Linked DNA regions of Mus musculus: region 1 is linked to region 2. The links are chromatin contacts, called in public HiChIP or PLAC-seq maps. All regions are on one chromosome and are shown on one strand. The core of a region is the stretch at or near the end of the contact, and the rest is flanking DNA. Distances in the headings are between cores, read along the strand shown. Region 1 holds the start of Churc1 (churchill domain containing 1). Region 2 overlaps Sptb (spectrin beta, erythrocytic).

Region 1 (2,700 bases), core at 145-2,644, 150 kb after region 2:
TTGACAGACAACTAGGTTGATCTTAATTCTTGGTAGAGTAAATAAATCAGGAATAAACACAGGGGTGTAAATATTCCTATGTGTTCTGGGTAAATGCCCAGGAATAGAATAACAGGTTCATATGGTGATTCTAGTTTTAACTTTTTGAGTAGTCACCAAACTGATTCTACAATGTCTGTATTTTAATTTGCACTCCCACCAACAGTGACTAACAGTTCCTTTCTCTCCACATCCTTCCCAGCATTTGTCATCAGATTTATTGATGAGAGCCATTCCGACAGGGGTGAGAGGGTATCTAAAAAATAATTTTAATTTGCACTTCCCTGATGTTTGAGGACAATGAACACTTATTGGCCATGTTTTGTTTTTTTTTTTAATTTTGAAAAGTGTCTATTCAATTCATTTGCCCATTTATTGACTGGCAGTTTTGTTTCCTTGGTATTTAGTTTCTGCAATTCTTATAAATTCTGGATATTTGCCTCTTGTTTGAAATATGGCTGGTAAAGATGTTTCCCATGCTGAGGACTGTTTTTTTCTGCTAATTGTGTCCTTTGCTGAATAGAAACTTTTCGTGTAGTCCGTTGATACTAAGGGTTAGTTTCTGTTAGTGTTAGTGTTCCTGTGCTAATTAAAAAGTTCTTGTCCAAAGCAGTGTCTTTTTTAAAAAATTTACTTTTATTTTATGCACATTGCCTGCATGTGTGTTTGTGTTAGGGTGTCAGATCTTGGAGTTACAGACAGTTGTGAGCTGCCATGTGAGTTCTGGGAAGTGAAATTGGGTCCTCTGGAAGAGCATTCAGTGTTCCTAATGGCTAAGCCATCTCTCCAGCCCCTCCAACCCAATATCTTGACAACTATCCCCTATGTTTTCTTCTGGAAGTTTCAGTGTTTCCTGTTTTAGATAATGGGTTTTGATCCATTTTTGAATTGATTTTTGTACAAGGCGTATGATAAGAATCTAATTTAAATAATTTAGTAGGTTCTCGACAGCGCTCTAAGCTTCTCTTCCCAAACACCAGCTTACTCCTTCTCTGAAGTCTGATCTCTTATCTGTTATTATAGCACAAAATGGTATTTAAACTGTCATTTCAGGTTTTTTGAGTCTGGTAAAAATGGAGGCAAGAAGAAACAATTCCCCTTTTTGCTGTACTTCTGTAATTCTTTTTTAATCAGAATTCAAGAAGGCGCCTATTAGAAGTTCTTTCAGGCTCAAAGCCTCTTCCTCTTTTCGACACTTCTTTGAGTCCTCAGATCTTTTCAATACCTGAAGATTTTTGAGTCCAGTCCTCGGTGCACCCTCCTTACCCGGAGACCGCCTAACAACCGTTGCTATGGGCGGAGACTTTTAGCCAGCTGTGGAGTCCTTAGATCGTGTGCGACAAAATCGATATCTCAACTCTCGCGAGGTTTCGCCTTCCGGGTGTCGCTGGGGTCGTTCTCCGAAAACTGCGTGACGATGTGTGGGGACTGTGTGGAGAAGGAGTACCCCAATCGGGTGAGCAAGTGGGCGCGAAGAGCCTCTCGCAGGCTCGGTGTTCGACCGATATTCCTAGACAGGCCAGGGGCCCACTCTGCAGTCCTGTCACCCCAGTGACCCTGAGTACCGGCCGCAGGTTCCCTCTGGTGGCTGACGTCAGCGGTCCTTCCGGTTCTGTTGCTGGGGACAACGGGGAACCCTCAAAATTACCTACCCACCCAAATTGACAGCAGCCTCTGAGGCCCTGACGCGATCCCGGCTTCATCCTCCAGCTCGACTTGATGGAATTCTTTTTACCTCATTCTGTCGCTGAATGAACGTATGAGGTCATTTTAAAATCCACCTTTTTTGAGACAGGTTTTGTGTAGCCCAGGCTGGTTTCGAACTCTCTATGTACCCGAGGAGGATTTTGTTTGACTTTGATCCTCCTTCCACATACCTCTTGAACGCTGGCATTACAAGCGCGCGCCACTGGGCTCAATTTAGAAAATGTTAGGGATGGAAGTGAGAGCTTGGTGCGGAGGCAAGCTTGCCACCGACTGAGCTACACTTCCAGCCTCTGGTTCTAACCCACGTTTGAAGATGGCAGAACTGGTCCCCAGAGAGGACCTATCACCTGCCCAAGTATGAGAGCCGAGACTAGATTGTGATCTCCCTCTCCGCCTCGTCCCGTTCTCTTTTCCTTGCGCCTTCCCTTTCCCCTTCCCTTCTTAGCACTGAGGCCTGACCCCAGCATGTGTCCCTACCAGGCAAGCACTCTGCCAACAGAACTATACCCCCTGCTCTTATTTTAAGCCTTTGCGCCTCTCGGGCTTAGGAGGTTTTGAGGCTTGGCTCTTACTGTTCTTTCAGGGAATCACTACTGCACGTTGATGTGTGTAGAGAGTGCTTGGCTGCTCTGTGAAGGAGTGACTGCCAAGGCTCTGGGGCTGCTTCTGGGCTTGCAATTTGGGGGCATAGGATTGACAGGCTGCTGTTTAAACGTAGTGAAAAGGAAGATTGAGCAGGAATGGGGCTGCGGTGTTCTCCTTCCACATAAGGTGGGTTTGGACGATGATTTAGAGGAGGAAGGATCTGCAGGACAATAGCAAGATGAAGGACCCTTGAGTTGGCTGGGAGGGAAAACATCCTCATAGTTCTTTCTCTTAATAGTTTGTGAGTGATGGGCACACACCTCTAATCCCAGCACTGGGGAGACAGAGGCAAGCAGATCTCCAAGTTCA
Region 2 (2,700 bases), core at 14-2,513:
GCCAGCTGCCTGTCTCTACCCCACTCCACCCCCATGCTGGGAATACAATCGCAGGTAGCCATGGCTGGTTTTTATGTGAGTGTTAGAGGTCTGAATTCTGGTCCTCTTACTCACAGAGTGAGCTCTGTCCGTTATCCACTCACCTCTGCAAATGCGTTTCCTGCTTATGATGCCAACCACTCACAGTGGGTTCATCAGGTTCTAACCCTGCCACAAGTCAGAGACATTCTTTATACAGTTTCCCCAGAGTTTTAGAAATGTTGGAAATACCTAAAAAGCTCACATTATTAACTTCAAGAATGCTTCAGGACAGTCCCTAGCTTCTCTAGAAGAAGTATGAAAATGCCCAGGGCCACATTCAAAGTGCCCTAGGGCCTGAAAGCAAAACAAAAACAAAAGAGGTCTGGTGAAAAGAGAAAGGAAGCAAGGGGAGAGAGGGGCAGACTCCAGGAGGGACTTCCCCCGGCAATACACAGTGACATCCACCTTCAGGCACAATGCTGCTATGAAACTGGGAAACATACGGAGGTCTGACAAACGTGCTGGAGTCTCCCGTTAGTCTGCAACATCCAATAAACCTCTTTAGAAGAGTTGCCTGTCAGCCAGGGCAGACCACTGGGGACACCTCCCTCCGGGCCAAGCTTACCCATTGCTCACCGGTTGAAAACAGCACACTTGTAAACTGAATGCTTGTGTGGTGGCTTGAATGAGAACCCCCCCCCCAACACACACACATACTCCCCCACCCCCCACCCCCAGCTCAGGTATCTGAACACTTGGTTCCCAGTTGGTGGCACCGTCTGGGAGGAGTTATGGAACCTCTCAGAGGCGGACAGAGCCTTGTTTGAGGAAGTACATCACTTTGGACAGACTTCCCGTTCACTCTTTCTGCTTTGTGCTCAGGGTTTAGAATATGAGCTCCCAGTTTCCCGTTCCTGCTGCTGTGCCTTCTGCTTCCCACTAGACCCAAATCAGCACTTCCTTTTCTAAATTGCCTTGGTCATGGTGTTCTGTCACCACAGTAGAAAAGTAACGGATACAGAGGTTGGTAGCAGAGATTGGCTGCTGCTCTGAAGAACCTAACCATGTTGGGGTTTTTTTGTTTGATGGAACATGAAAAGACTTTGGAATTTAGGACTAGAAAAGCAGTTGGATGTTGTTAGAGTCTAACAAGCCATTTTAGTAGGAGCCTGGAAGACAGCAGAGCTGAGAGCCACCCGGACTACAGAGGTCCAGCCCAAGAGGTTTCAGAGGAAAGCAAGGGCAGCAACCGCATCGGGCTTACAGACCGTTCCTGTATTATTTTGGCAAATGCCCAAGCCGTAAGAACTTCCCTGAGGCTAAATTTAAAAGTAATGACCTAATTTCTTCGATGAAGGAAACGCCAAGACTAGATGTCTGCTCAGCCTGTGGCCTAGGCATTACTGATAGTCCTAGGCAGGTCTGCAACGAAAGAGAGCAAGTGGGGCAGAAAGAAATACAAAATGTATGGTTTAGAGGGAAAGGAGCACCAGTAGGCTTAATGTTCTAAACAGGGCAGCGCTGGAAGGGGTTGCTAAGGAGACTGGCGCCATAAAGAGAGGCTTTGCTGCACTGGAGTAGGAAAAAGGCAGCCTCAGGGCAAGACCCCACCCAGCTGAATTCCCAACTGGTGAAGAGAGCTGAAAGAAATGTGTGTGTGTGTGTGTGTGTGTGTGTGTGTTGTTTGTTTGCTTGTTTTGGCTCCTAGAAAGCCACTGCTAAACTGGGCGCTGGTTGTGCTTGCCTTTAATCCCAGCACTCAGAAGGCAGAGGCAGGCAGATCTCTGAGTTCAAGGCCAGCCTGGTTTCTACAGAGTGTGTTACACAACAGTCAGGGCTACACACAAAGAAAATCTGTGTCAAAAAACCACACACACACACACACACGCACGCACGCACGCACGCACGCACGCACGCACGCTTAAACAGCAGGCATCAGCCCATTCCAACTGGTAGCCTAACTTGGCAGTGCCATCATGTGGCACTGACTTTAGAGACACAAAGAAGGCAAGAAGGAAAGATTCGTGGATTCTCCCTCCACTGTATCAAAGAGCGGCTGACACCAGGCCCCTATGACAGGGGAAGCCCTACATGGCCGCCCTGAGAAGACAAGCTTAAGAGGTCATTACATGAAGCTGTGAAAACGAAGCCTGGGTTGCAGTGGAAACCCCAAGATGGTGGAGATGCCAAGAGCTACACACAGGAAGTGGAACCAGCCTAAGGGAGAGAAGCACGCTGCAGAGCAGGGCTGGAGGGATGGCGCCTAAAGCCCCTAAGCTCTCTGAGACTGGACATCGAGCTATAGGATTTGGAGTTCGCCCTGCTGGGTTTCGCTTTGATCCAGCATTTCTTCACTGTGCCCTTTTGGGATAGAGATGTATATTCTGTGCCATTACATGTTGGAATTATAGAATTTGATTTTTGTTTTGTCAGGGGTTACGCTTAAGAGTTTGCCTTGAGTCTCAGAAGAGACTGTGAACTTTAAAACAGCACTGAAACTCAGGGGCGATGGGGGCTTTTGAAGTGGGACCGAATGCATTTCATACTAGGATAAGGCACGAGTCTCTGGGGTCATGGAGTGGGATGTGGTGGTCTGAGTGAGAACTGTCCCGCATATGCTTGGGCATTTGAACTGCGGCCCCCAGCTGGTGGCACTGTCTCGGAGAGACTGTGGGGCCA

Evidence for each region. HiChIP or PLAC-seq counts read pairs in DNA pulled down with a chosen protein or histone mark.
Region 1: an H3K4me3 HiChIP or PLAC-seq map of bone marrow-derived macrophages shows a contact between it and region 2, with 2.5 times the contacts expected there. The contact joins the promoter of Churc1 here to the enhancer-like site in region 2. A contact is called at or near these places in 1 of 39 promoter capture datasets (embryonic stem cells), 1 of 484 Hi-C or Micro-C datasets (nephron progenitors), 13 of 115 datasets of contacts at active chromatin or transcription factors (bone marrow-derived macrophages, embryonic limb bud, embryonic stem cells and 3 more) and 3 of 9 other capture datasets (adipose tissue, liver and pancreatic islet).

The regions. Positions count from the first base shown.
Region 1 is chr12:76,764,144-76,766,843 of GRCm38.p6, forward strand. It overlaps Churc1 (churchill domain containing 1), which reads left to right and starts at 1,395. Exons shown (of 4, transcript NM_206534.2): 1 at 1,395-1,495. The coding sequence starts at 1,457.
Region 2 is chr12:76,614,133-76,616,832 of GRCm38.p6, forward strand. All of the region lies in intron 15 of Sptb (spectrin beta, erythrocytic), which reads right to left. Among named protein-coding and RNA genes, the nearest start is that of AI463170, 68 kb to the left of the region's middle. Within about 2 kb of position 1,264, at least 57 of the 459 cell types and tissues checked have an H3K27ac peak or open chromatin away from gene starts, as enhancers often do. A contact at or near this core is called in adipose tissue and bone marrow-derived macrophages, where this site is marked.